Regions from separate parts of the Sus scrofa genome. Here region 2 is linked to region 1. A link is a contact called in public HiChIP or PLAC-seq data. All regions are on one chromosome and are shown on one strand. Each heading gives the region's core, a stretch centred on a gene start, on an enhancer-like site or on the middle of the called end of the contact. The rest is flanking DNA. Distances are from core to core; before and after follow the strand shown. Region 1 holds the start of WDR60 (WD repeat-containing protein 60). Region 2 holds the start of PTPRN2 (receptor-type tyrosine-protein phosphatase N2).

The links. HiChIP or PLAC-seq counts read pairs in DNA pulled down with a chosen protein or histone mark.
Region 2: a contact with region 1 is called in an H3K27ac HiChIP or PLAC-seq map of alveolar macrophages. The contact joins the promoter of PTPRN2 here to the promoter of WDR60 in region 1. A contact is called at or near these places in 1 of 5 promoter capture datasets (fetal liver) and 1 of 2 datasets of contacts at active chromatin or transcription factors (alveolar macrophages).

The regions. Positions count from the first base shown.
Region 1 is chr18:551,915-558,651 of Sscrofa11.1, forward strand. WDR60 (WD repeat-containing protein 60) reads right to left here and starts at 3,228. Exons shown (of 24, transcript XM_021079024.1): 1 at 1,953-3,228. The coding sequence starts at 1,967.
Region 2 is chr18:718,212-724,948 of Sscrofa11.1, forward strand. It overlaps PTPRN2 (receptor-type tyrosine-protein phosphatase N2), which reads left to right and starts at 2,914. Exons shown (of 23, transcript XM_021079161.1): 1 at 2,914-3,114. The coding sequence starts at 3,012.

The sequences.
Region 1 (6,737 bases), core at 1,978-4,477:
CCGAGTCTCTTTGTGCAAGAGACCCCACCAGTGGGTGGGTGAGGAGCAGCCCCTGGAGCATCCATGCACTTACTCTAAAACATTCAGCCTTTCTGGAAACAGATGGCAGCAGCTCACAGCAAACTGCTGGGACACAGCAATTAGAAGAGGAGGAGTTCGGAGTTCCCATCGTGGCACAGTGGTTAACGAATCCGACTAGGAACCATGAGGTTGCAGGTTCGGTCCCTGCCCTTGCTCAGTGGATTAACGATCCAGCGTTGCCGTGAGCTGCGGTGTAGGTTGCAGACGCAGCTCGGATCCCGCGTTGCTGTGGCTGTGGTGTAGGCCGTGTGGCTACAGCTCCGATTCGACCCCTAGCCTGGGAACCTCCATATGCCGCGGGAGCGGCCCAAGAAATAGCAAAACGACAAAAAAAAAGAAGAAGAGGAGGAGTTCCCATCGTGGCTCAGCGCTAACAAATCCAACTAGTAACCATGAGAACGTGGGTTCAATCCCCGGCCTCGCTCAGTGGGATAAGGATCAGGTGTTGCCGTGAGCCGGGGTGCAGATCTAGCATTGCTGTGGCATAGGCTGGCAGCTGTGGCTCTGATTCGACCCCTAGGCTAGGAACTTTCAAATGCCACAGGTGCGGCCGTAAACAAACGAAAAAAGAGAAGTTCATTTTCTTCCAAGGATAATCTAAAGACAAACACATCCATCCTACTTACATGTGTGTACATAGGTCTATACATGCTCACATGCTTCTTTCAGCTACAAGAATGCATTTCCTTCCTTGGTCCAATCACACTGCTTATCTCTGCAGTGACCATATGATAACTGATGACACTCGGACCTTATAAAGGAGGAGCCCACTTCAAGCAAACAAAAGGAGTGGCTTTGAGGATCTGGTCTCATTCCTGTCCCTGCACCACCGAGAACTTTCCTGGAACTGCACCATACCCAAGGACACCACCAGCCATCAAAGCAGCACCTGCCAGCTGCAAGGACAGCAACCAAGCCTTGCTTAACAAGCACCCTCACTTCTGATCGGCTCCAATTATAAATGACAAACAGCGCATGTAGCCAACTGTAACCTTGCAATTTTTTGCCTTTATGAGCCTCCCCTACTTTGCAGTCAGGGGAACACAGTCCAAGCGCTTCTGGAACTTTCTCCTGGACCGCACTCATAACAAACGCCAAATATTTTATTTCAATCAGGTCTCCATTGTTAAAATATTGGTTAACACTTTTAAAACATTCTATAAACAATCATAGAAAAGTTAGGGTATAACGTATGAAAATGGAAGGGAACAGTGTAGATGACAGGGGTCAGGAAGTTGGCATGCTTCAAATGGAGGGCAGCCAGGGCACTAACTTTCTTTCTTTTTTTTTTTTGTCTTTTTGCCTTTTCTAGGGCCGCTCCTGCGGCATATGGAGGTTCCCAGGCTAGGGGTCCAATCGGAGCTGTAGCCACCGGCCTACACCACAGCTCACGGCAACGCCGGATCCTTCACCCACTGAGCAAGGCCAGGGATCGAACCCTCAACCTCATGGTTCCTAGGCGGATGCGTTAACCCCTGTGCCACGACGGGAACTCCAAAAGGCACTAACTTTCTAATCGACGTTATTAACATCATAAAAGCGAATGATAGAGGAAAAAAATAGGAAGATAGGATGAAAAATACGCAAACAAAATTTCTCATTTGTTAGCGGGAATCCAGACAGCAGAAGAACGACAAATAAGTTACTGAGTTAATAACACAGCTCTGGGCACTTTTATGTATTGAACTTCATCCAGTCCCACTCGTACCGTCCCATTTTATTCGGTAAGAAATAAGACACGTCGGTAACTTTGCCACGGTAGCACCGCGCAGCTAGAACTCTAGCCCCGGGCCTGGGGCGCCCTCCGACGGCGAGGAAGGGGCGGTACTGGCGGGCACGAGCCTCCCCGCGCGGTGTCCGCACGCACCCACCTTTCCCGGCTCCATCGCCGCCTGCAGGCCCGGGCGGCCGCGCTGCCCTCGGCCCGGCCAGGCTCCGGAAAGAGACCGCCGGACGCCCGCACCCTCCTCCCAGCAGGCGTCCCGCCTCCTAGCAACCGGCAGGCGGGGCAACGGAACTCTTGCGACCGCCCGCCCCGCGGGCCCCGCGGCCGTCCCCGCTGCGCCTGCGCCTCCCCGCCTCCTAGCAACCGACAGGCGGGGCAGCGGAGCGCCGAGCACCACCGGCCCGGCGTGCCCCGAGGCCGCCCCCACTGCGCCTGCCCGTCCTCGCCTCCTAGAAACCGGCAGACCAGAGCAGAGGAGCGCCGAGTGACCACCGATTGGGATCTGCTCCCTGCCCAGAGGGAGGGGTCTCGGAAGAAGGCAGTTCCGGCCGGACTCCCGCCCTCCAGCCGGGTGGGATATTTGGTTCGAGGGCTGGGTTCTTCCGCCCGGTCGGAGGCCCAAAGGCCTGCGAGGCGGGTCCGCCGGCAGGACCGGAGCTGCAAAGGGGAAACAGGCACGGCTGCAAGGGCCGGCGGCTCCTCAACCTGCCAAAGTGCCTTTGGAAGAGGGAGCTGAGCTCAGACTTCGGGCAGGCAGCTTAGGGAGCTTTCCCTGTGCCGTCGTTTGATGGGACACACTCTGCAGGATTGGCAGGAATCGAAAAGTTTTTGAAAACGCAATCTTTGAAAGACTCAGTTTTTATACAGAGCAAGAGACGAGAGGCCATAGACGCCTCAAGGGACAGAAGAAGCGTTCACAACTGTAAACTCTGTCCCATGCCCGCGCGACAACCTGTCATTTCAGGGCCGCATTTTCCCAAACAGGACCGCAAAGGGGCTGCCTCACATTCCGCTGAGATGCAGAATGTGTCTTAATAAAGTATTAAGTATTAATACACATTGCAGCATGCGTGTGCCTGACCTGACTTCATACTGTGGCTGAGGTCTTGAACCTCACAGACAACGACCTGAAGCTTTTCCAGCAACAGCTGTCTTCTCGGCCAACAGAGTGACACAGAGAATAAACTTTGGCATCAGACTACCCACCAACCTAACTGTGAGTTTAGTATTAAGACACATTCTGCATCTCAGGTTTATTTTACCCCAACTGTTTTATTTGACGCTTAAAGTAAAAGCCAAACTTAAATATGCAGGACTGGAGAAGTGTGGGTCCCACTCCAGGGATGCACGTTAAAACTGACATTTACCTCTGGTTCTGCAAACTGTTTCGTGTTTGTTTAGTCTGCAAATGTTGCTTAGAAAAGATTCCACTTACCGTTGAGAGAGAGAAAGAAGGTGTTCAGATCCTGTGCTAAGACATATGGGTGAGTGTATCATTAGGGGGGTCTGTGTTTTTTTTCGTTTTGGGCTTGGTTTTGTTTTGTTTTGTTTCTTGGCCCCGCCCCAGGCTGTGGCAGTTCCTCAGGCCAGGAATGGAACTGGCGCCACAGCAACGAGGAAGCTGTTGTGACAACAGGGCTCCTTAACCTGCTTTGCCACAAGGGAATTCCTGGGGTCTGTGCTTTTGACATCATGGTTTTCCTCTAGACACACAATTTATTTTCCAGACATTGTGTTTTTGAGTCATGTGCGATTAGGAGCCAGTTTACAGTTTATGGATCTGTCTACTTTGTGCTGAATATAAAAGTCATTTCCTCAGCTCCTTGCCTTAGAGAAATTAATCAAGATCCAATCAGCCTTTTTTTTTTTTAAATAATGATTAGCACTTTATTTTATTTATTTATTTTTGACTATTTGTCTTTTCTAGGGCCACACCCGGAGCATATGGGGGTTCCTAGCCTAGGGGTCTAATGGGAGCTGTAGCTGCTGGCCTATGCCACAGCCACAGCCACGTGGCATCTGAGCCTCATCTTCGACCTACACCACAGCCCACGGCAACGCCGGATCCTTCACCGACGGAGTGAGGCCAGGGATCGAACCCGCAACCTCATGGTTCCTAGTTGGATTCGTTAACCACTGCACCACAACGGGAACTCCCAATCAGCCTTGTATATTTAACTGTGCTCTGGTTTCGGACGTTCCACCACCACCGTTTTCATTTTCACTCAGCAGCACTTGGGAAGAACGGTACTGGCAAAGGAGCACAGCAAGGTCATTGCAGTGATAGCTAGGATTCAGTGAGGGACTGCCCCCAAAGAGGTACCCAACGGAAACCTACTTGGCAATTCACTTAATTCTCATAGCGTCCCTTGGAGATGGATATGCTCCTGTTTTTCAGATGAGAAGTCTGAGGACCAGACAGATTAGCCCAGTTGCCTAAACTCACAGTTAGGTTGGTGGGTAGTCTGATGCCAAAGTTTATTCTCTGTGTCACTCTGTTGGCCGAGAAGACAGCTGTTGCTGGAAAAGCTTCAGGTCGTTGTCTGTGAGGTTCAAGACCTCAGCCACAGTATGAAGTCAGGTCAGGCACACGCATGCTGCAAGAACGACCTGGGCTTGGCCCTTGAACCCTGCCCTCTCCCCTCCCAAGTGCCCATCCCAAATTCCTGTCAAGATCATTGTGTCTTGACTGTTTGGCTTTCCACTCCAGCTGCTACCAATCCATCGTCCACCGCAGCCAGCAGTCCAGCAGGTGACTCCCCTCATGCCCTGCTCTGTCTCCCCGAGGCTCACACCAGGTGCCCTCGTTCACCAAACAGAATGATGTGATTTCGAATCTCCCCAAAACACCATATTCACAGAGCTCTGCAAATGCTGTCTCCTCTTTCTCACCATCCCCACCGTATTTGCCGAATAAATGTCAATAGAGGAAGTTAAACAATATTTCCTCAAACTTTTTTTTTTTTTTTTTTTGGTCTCTTGAGCGCCACACCTGCGTGCGACCCCCAGTCTAGGGGTCGAATCAGAGCTGTAGCTGCCAGCCTACACCACGGCCACAGCAACACAGGATCTGAGCCGTGCCTTCGACCTACACCAAAGCTCACAGCAACACCGGATTCTTAACGCACTGAGCAAGGCCAGGGATGGAACCTGCGTCCTCATGGATGCTAGTCAGGTCCATTAACCGCTGAGCCACAACGGGAACGCCTCAGATTTCTTAAAACAATTATTTTCAAAATAACTTATTTGCCAATCACATTTCATCTTGTGATACATCTATCATCATTATTCAATAGATTACTCACTAAGTTCATTTGATCATGCGGGAAGTGACAATGCTGGAGACAGTTAAAAAAAAACATGTCCTGGACCTCTAGTAGCTCACAATTGCCAACCATTGCAAACCATTATTAAATAATGTGAAAGCGTAAGTGCTACTCAGAAAATGCAGTGAGTGAGGAAGTGACAAAGTTTACCTGGAAGAAAGAAATGAGGTTAGGAAGGGCCTCATTTCAGGTGGATCTTGAAGCACAAATGACCCACCAGGCAGAGAGACCCACAGAGAACATCTTAGGAGAAAACAGATATGAGTGCAAGTCCAGAGGGAGGGGTCTGGAGGGCTTGGAAAATGTACTAGTGTCCACTAGGGCTAGTGGTATCTCTAACAGTGCTACCCAGTAGAAATATAATGCAAGCCACAGAGGTGATAAATCATCTAGTAGCCCCATTTTAAAAATTAAAAAGAGGTGTTCCCGCCATGGGTTAAGAATCTGACTCAGCAGCTTGGGTTACTGTGGAGGCAAGGTTTTGATCCCTGGCTGAATACAGTGGGTTCAGGATTTGGTGTTGCCCCAGCTGCCACTTAGATTTTTCTCCTTTTTTTTTTTTTTTTCTTTTTAGGACCACACCTGCAGCATATGGAAGTTCCCAGGCTAAGGGTCGAATTGGAGCTCCAGTTACCAGCCTATACTGCAGCCACAGCAACGCCAGATCTGAGCTGCATCTGCAACCTACACCACAGCTCATGACAATACCAGATCTTAACCCACTGAGCAAGGCCAGGGATCAAACCCAAATCCTCCTGGATACTAGTTGGGTGCATAGCCTGCTGAACCACAGTGGCAACTCCCTGCCGCTTAGATTACATCCCTGGTGTAGGAACTTCCACATGCTATGGGTGTGGCCATAAAAAGAAAAAGGTACAGATGAAACCAAATTTAATAAAATGTATTTAAAATATTGAGTTGTTTTATATTTTTATACTATTCTCAAAATCTAGTATGTATTTTATACTGATAGCACATCTCAGTTCAGACTGGCCATGTTTCCAGGGCTTGAGCCCCATGTGCAAGTGGGTTCCACACTGGGCAGAGCAGGTTTACTGCACACCATGAGGGTGAGGCACGTAGCAGGTGGGATGGTAGGAAGTAAGCCTGGAAAGGGGGCCAGGGCCAATGTGTAAAGTGCCTCCCAGACATGATGTAAAGATTTAAAGCATCAGATTGGGCAGTGATGGGTCAGGAACATGAAAAGAGAAGGCTGAGGTTGCAGGCTGAATGGTGGGTAGGTGGAGAACTCGAAACCCAGAAACTAAGGAGGAGGCTTGGCCGCCTCTTCGCAGGCTGCTTCCCTGCCTGGATCCCAGTTCCTTCCTCGCCATCAGCTTCATCACTGCTCACCCTGGAGCCTCTACTGCCCTGTCTATGTTTGACTGGTTTGTTGCAGTCTCCCCAGCCTCTTCCCTGTACCTTAAAAATGTATGCCCACCTCCCTCCCTAGACTATAAACCACGACAGCCCAGGGGGTGATAAAAACAAAACACAGAAGTTCCCATCGTGGCTCAGGGGTTAATGAATCCGATTAGGAACCATGATTGCAAGTTCGATCCCTGGCCTCGCTCAGTGGGTTAAGGATCCAGTGTTGCTGTGAG
Region 2 (6,737 bases), core at 1,664-4,163, 170 kb after region 1:
AGTGTCCACCAACACGAGGGGAGGATGCAGTCGGGGCTGCCAAACCTTGGGACCCGTGTCTGAGCCCTTCTCCTCCGGCTCTCACGCCCACCATCCCAGCGGATCACCCGCAGCTGGGCCTTGTTTCCAACACCCATTGGGAGGCCGCGCTCCCCCCCTCTGAAACACTTTCTGGCCCTCATTATTCTGGCCAGCCCCCATGTGACCCAGGGCACTGACCACAGTCACAACCATCAGGTCTGCCAAACTGTTGGGTCCCCACTCAGCGAGGGAAGGCCAGGCTGGCGTGCAGGGGCTGGGGTTGGAGCCCCGACCTGTGTCCCCTCTGGGAGTCCCGCTCTGCTCCCTCCTCAGGAGGACAGGAGGCCCCGGAGGGACACGTGGCACAAGGGTCTTGAAAGTCCCTTTGAAGAGTCATTCCTTGACCTGTGACTGCAAATCTGTTCATCCTGTGAACTGTAGGGTCGTGTCCCATGCTGACCCCGGCAGGCTGTGGGCACATATCGTAAACAGTAGCACCTGTGACAACAATGGATGGAACACTTTTATAAGGAGAAAGGCCCAAACAGCAAACCGTGTAGCAGACACCCCCTTCACCTAGAGGGCTCTGGAAGAAGCTCGTGCTTGAATGTTTGAATGCTGTGCCCACAGTGGACAGGTGTGTGTGCCTTGTAACAGCAATCAGCCATGATGTTCTCACACACATGTGCAATTACACACGCACACACCAGTGTATCGGGTCCAGCCCTTGGGGATTCCTATCGTGACCACGTACCCAGCCAGCCCTCCCGCCCACCAGAAACCTGGGCTGGCGGCCTGTTCTTCCTACGCAAGATTTCCTTCCCTCCTTCCTCACCCTCCATTTCTCTATCGCGTCGTTGTCGGCAGAGCTGGGCGGCGTGGCAGGTGCAGCAGAGCCCAGTGCAGGTCTGCTGTGGTCAGAACGGGGTACCCTTTCCTGTGCCTTCCTGTGGGTTTGTGCTTCTCCCTGCACTGTTATTGCTACAGTGTCCTTGCAGTCCCTCTTGTGCCCCCGGTTTTTCCACTGTCGGCGTCCTGAAGCTAGGCCACGGGGGTACAGTAGGACCTGCTTCTGGAAACCACTGTCCATAGCAGCCAGTCAAACAAGGCAAGAACAAACAGTCCCCGGCCGTTATGCGAGCCCCACATAACAATGCCAAGCAAGGAGGCACCACAGCCCCAGAAGTAAAGTCCTACAGGGCACAGCTCCGGAGGGCTCCTGGCTCCTCTGGTCCTTCACCACGGCCAGTTCCTAGTGGCCCAGGGGCCTCCATGTCGTCAGGGCACAGCCCCTCAAACTCAAGCAGATACCCGACGACAAGGACCCGGATTGACAGGAGATGTGGACTTGGGTGTTTGGTAACCGGCCCTTTGGTTTCACAGTGATATTGCCGAATGGTTTCAAGCCTGACCTCGTGCTCCTGAACCACCTCGTGACCGGTCACGAGGGAGCTCGCCCTTCTAGTTCACCCTGATCTCACCTTCCGTCTTTCCTGTTGTTACTGTCAGCACACGGACCTCAGAGGACAGAGGAGCCCATCAGCCTCCCGCCTTCACTGGGATGGGTTTCACGGCCGGAACCTGGGTTTGGGGTCAGCCCGGCATGCTCACACAGGACTTGGCAGCTGCTCAGTGGGGCCGAGGATGGAGTGTGTCCCGGCCTTTCTTAGACAAGTCTGCCAGCAAATCTCTGACTGATGCCTCTGCTCAGGAGACTCATTTGCTGTTAGGAGAGCAGCACGGCGCTAACCCACGTCCTGCCACAGAGAAGAATGTGATGGTTAAACCGTCTCCTGAGAAGCCCACTCTCCGTGCTTCTCCCCAGCTTGGGGGCCTCCCATTGTGCGAGTAGCGAGAGGAGGAAATGGCACTGTAGTCCCACGATGGATGAAGGTGGCAGCTGCATTCTGGGGGAGCACGGTGTCCCTGAAAGGGTGGATAGAGCTTTCTCTGGGAAGTGGTCCCCTGGGCCTTTGGGTCAAAGATAAAACTCGCCACCCAACTGCCTGCGAGGCCCCAGCCTCATCTAGGGTGGTGACGCCTTGGGAGCCCGCCGGGGTCAGGCAGGGCCCAGCAGGAGCAGGCACTGCGTGACCTTGGGGTCAGAGGAGGCTCAGGGAGCCAAACACGAGCAGGCAAGGGATGGCAGAGGGGTGAGCCTGGGGACACACATGCAGCCCCCTTCATTGGAAGACCCCCAGGCGAAGCCCAGATCTTTAGGTTGGGGATGTTCCTCCTGGGGCAGAACAGGGGGGCTGCTGTGCCCTTGCTGAACCCTCAGACAGTGGCCAGTGGCAGGCCAGCTTCAGGGAGGAGGAAAGGACCTCGGGGCCATGTCCCCCCTGTAGAATCCTGCCCTGCTGACAGGGCTGCAGCTGGCATCCCCGCTGACTGTCCAGGTTAGATTTCCACAGCCCCTCCTTCCCAGATTGAGGTCCCCACAGCCCCCAGACCCTGCCCAGCTTCTCCTGGTCATTAGCTCCAGTTCCTTCCCCGGGAGGTCCCCGCCGTGGGCGCTGCAGGTGCGCTTCCGATTCAGCCTTTGGGTTGGAGGGCCGGAAGTACAGTGCGACCCCTGGGAACTCTGGGACTCAGCGGACCTGGGGTGGGGGGTAGGTGAGGGGCCGGGGGCCCGCGGGTGGGGAGGGGAGAGGCTCGGTGCCCACAGGGGCAGCAGGAGGCCAGGGAAGAGGCATGGGGGGCTGGGCGCCCCGAGACTCGGCTGAGGGCTGGGAGCTCTGGAACGCGGGGGCGCGGGAGCGCGGGGGCGTGGCCGGCGGGCGGGCGCGCGGCCGGGGCGGGCCCGGGCGTGTCGGGGGGCGGGGCCTGCGGGTGCGCGGCCTGCCGGGGGCGGAGCTTGCGGGTGCGCGGCCTGCCGGGGCGGGGCCGGGCGTGTCGGGGGCGGGGCCGGCGGCGCTGTCCGGTGCTGAAGCCGCGGCAGCGCCGGGAGCGCGGGGTGGAGCGGCCGCCATGGACTGAGCGCCGCCGACATGGGGCCGCCGCTCGCGCTCCTTCTGCTGCTGCTGCCGCTGCTGCCTTGCGCCCCTCTCGCCGCCCCTGCGCCCCGCGCCCGGCCGCTCCCGGGGCTGCTGGGTGAGTGGGGGGGGGTCGGGGTCCGGGTGGGGGAGGGGCTGTGTGACTGAGGGGAGCGGGGGAGGGGCGCCTGAGTGAGGTGGGGGCGGGCGGGGTTTCTCGGGAAGACCAGGGGGTGTGGGGGCGCCCGGGGAGTGAGGGCGCGGTGGGGGAGGGGGCGCCTGAGGGGCTGGGGCGGTGGGATTGGGGCGGCTCCGAGGGCGAGGGGCGGGGGAGAGCGGGGGTCCGGGTCCGCCCGGGCGCCCAGCGCGCGGCCTGTTTGCTCCCCGGGCGCTCGGCGTGGGGCGTGGGCGCGCCCCGCGTGTTCGTGCCGCGTGCGCCGCGGGCCGCGCCGGGGGGCGGGGGAGGCCCCGCGTGCGCGGCGACTGGGAGGGGCGCGGGCGCGGGGCCTTCGTGCTCGGCCCGGCCTCCTCCCCGCGTGGTCGCCGCGCGCGGACCTCCCGGGCCAGCGCCTCACAATCAGACGGACATTTTCCTTCCGTGACAGGAGTGGGGACTCGGGGAGGGGACGCGCTCCGACGGGGGGGACGGGGGCAGCCCTTCCTTCAGGCGTGGCCCCGGGCCCTTCGACCGCGGGAAGGCTCCGGGCCCCGCTCCCCGCCCCGGGCGCTAACCCGCTTTTGTTTCGGAGCTTTCCCGGACCGCCCGTGTCCGTGGCTTCGGGCCGGAATTACGGAACATGTTAGATTAGAATAGCAGGTGTCACAGGGCGGAGTGCACACCAGGGTGTCACAGGTCCAGGGTGGTGGGGGGCCTCCTCCTCGCATCCTGGGCTGGCGCTTCTGGTCTCCCGCCGCTTCTCTGTCCCAGACAGAAACTGCAGGGAGAGGTGGGCAGGAGGTCCCCCCAGACCCTTGGCTAATGCGGCCCCTTTGCCCCGAGTTTCTCCCTTGCTTTCCTGGCCTGGTAGGGAGTGTGGCAGAGTTGGAGGGAGGGCTGGCCGTCCAGGAGGAGGGCCTTGCCAGCTGGGGTGGAGTCCTGGGGTGGAGTGGTGTGTCCTGGCCCCCACACCCTGTGGTGCTGTTGTCAGAGTCACTTTAAACCCCCCCCTGGGGTGGGGAACGACACTCTATGCACAGGTGAGCCGCCCTGCTTGGGGGGGCTTGGGGGCCTTGCTCCCTCTGCCTTGACCTCCGGGACCTTGCCCTGAACCAGCAACAAAGGCTGAGCTGCATGCTGGTCTGCCTTTGCTGGGTTCTGTTCCTTCGCTCATCTGGCTGGAACTGGCATATCACCTCCTGTGAGAGCTGTTTGCTCAGCTCGCCAGACGCCACCCTCTCCACACCCCGGTCAGGGAGAACCAGGGTCAGCTGACATCAGCCAGTTCTGGGGAAGGCAGCTTCTATGGAAGGAGGGGAGGCTGGTCTTGGACAACTCTCTTTCCGTCGTAATTGTCGGGTTCATAGCCTTTTTCAGAAACCGTAGAGAAAGGAGGAGGGGGGAGGTGGCTGAGGGAGGGAGTCAAGGAAAACCCTACAGTGGGCGTGTGTGAAAAGAAGAGAACAGCTAAGCTGCCCTGGTCAGTGCTGCCTGACGTGGCAGTGGCGTTCTGGCTACAGGCACGGCTGAGTCGTATCACTGGGAGTGGGTGCCCTATTCGCTCTGTTCACCGTGTGCCCCCAGCCAGCCTGCTGGGTGCAGTCTTGATGTGGAACCATATCAGGGACCCACTGTTAAACCCGTCTCAAGGGCTCCAGGGGATAGGTTTAACATGCTGATCTCTTAAGGACCACACACCACCCTGGCAGCGTATGCAGACAGCAAGATGTACGTGTGGCCTTCCCATTTGGGGACCCATCCTGGGGTGGCATGTAGCCTTGTCTACTCGTGTACGCTCCCAGTGTCCCGTGCACCCTGCCTTCTGTGCCCTTGCACCATCCCCACTCAGAGTGAGGGCTGCTGCCCTAGCCTCAGAATTCACACAGGCCGTCTCCAGAAGGTGGTCATCCAGGAAAGGCATATGCTGCCATTTTTCTTTCTCAGCCACCTGGGTCTTGTTTGATGATGGTCTCACCAACTACGGCGCTCCGAGTAACGATGCACAAGGAAAGATGCACCCAGACACCTCAGATCTGGCCCCAACCACGTCACTCGTACCTATTTATTTATTTGGCTCCCAACACTCAACCTCGGCTTAAGACCTATAGAACACAAGGCTCAAGGAAAGACAAGTTTTTGCTCCTCAGTTGTATCATAAAGTTTTCGGTTAGAACGAGGGGTCCGATTTCACCAAGATCTAAGGACAGTTCTTTCTGCCCAGGATGCCTCGCCTTGAGCTGGAGGCCCCCTCACATTCTGTCCATGAAAGAGCTCCTGTTGTTACCCTGGCTCAACAAAGCGGCCCCGTCTGGGTTGATATTGTCATTTCTCTGAGCCATGTGCCCTGAGCGCTGTTGGCGGCATCCCACTGAGGGTGGATGTCCCACCTCTCCCTTTCTTGACGGTTACCCTTTCCCCCTGGACCCCCTTAGCTTCCTGGCCTTGCACCACCCATTCTGCCCACGGCTTTCTGGTGCAGAGGGCTCCCTTGTGGCACATAGCGTCCCATTATTTGTGATACTGTCATCAGAGCTGAATGGGGCAGGAATAAGTCACCCCTTCGCAGGGATGTGCCTCACCTTTGCTTGTAGCCAGAACACCATTGTGCTGGGCAGCCCTGTCCAGGGCAGCTTAGTGCCTCTCTGCTTCTCCTACACGTCCATCTTTGGGTTTTCCTTCTCCTTCCCTCTGCCTTTCTCTGTGATTTTAGAACATCCTTTTGTTCAGGTCTGAGATGAACATGCGCCTTTTGTCTTTAAGCCATTCTTCAGTTAGAGAGGCCAGTTTGCGAACCTGTTCTGGCAACCCCCGCGTTTAAAAGCCGTTGTATAAAAAAAGGTCCTTTTCTTTTGCTAAAGAAACATACATTTCATTTGCCGAAGGACCAAGTCAACCTAAGTCAGACCTAGCCAGTGCACCTGCCTTTGAAGATGGGCGCCTGTTTATTTTCCTCCTTTGTTTTTGCCTTTCGATTTGCCCACACATAATTTCCATTCACCAGTGAGCCCACACTGAGCTGAGGAGAGAGCTGCCAGGAGCTAGCATGCTTTGTCACCTAGACGGCATGATGTTTATTTTTAAATCAAAGCATCATTCTTGCCACGAAGGCACAAATCCCCTTTCTTGCTTCTTGGGGTCGGAGCTGTTGATTTTGTTGGTTGTATGGTAATGAGCAGCCTGCCCCTCCCCCAGAGTGAGAGCCCTGCTGCCTTCCCTCTGGCTGTGAGCCTTTCTCTGCCTGTTGTTTCCTCCTCCTCCCAGCTCTGGCTCCTACAGCCTCAGGTGCTGATGGAAGCCCCTCTGCAGAAGGATTGGGGCACATGGAAAACCCCAGGCTTCCGGGAAAGGGAGGTGCCAGACAGTGGGCTCACCCACAAATGCAGAGGCATGGGGTGGGACTCTGGTGTGGCTGTCTCCTGCGTCCAGAGACAGCAGTTACATGTGTCAGACTCAAGGGGAACGTGTGGGGAAGAAAAGGGGTTTTTAGATGGCTTTCTCTCTGTGCTAAGCTTAGCTGTGCATCTCAGCATCTTGCCTTTCTTCTTTCAAAAGCTGAATTGTTTTTGCCCCTGCTTCCCAAGGCC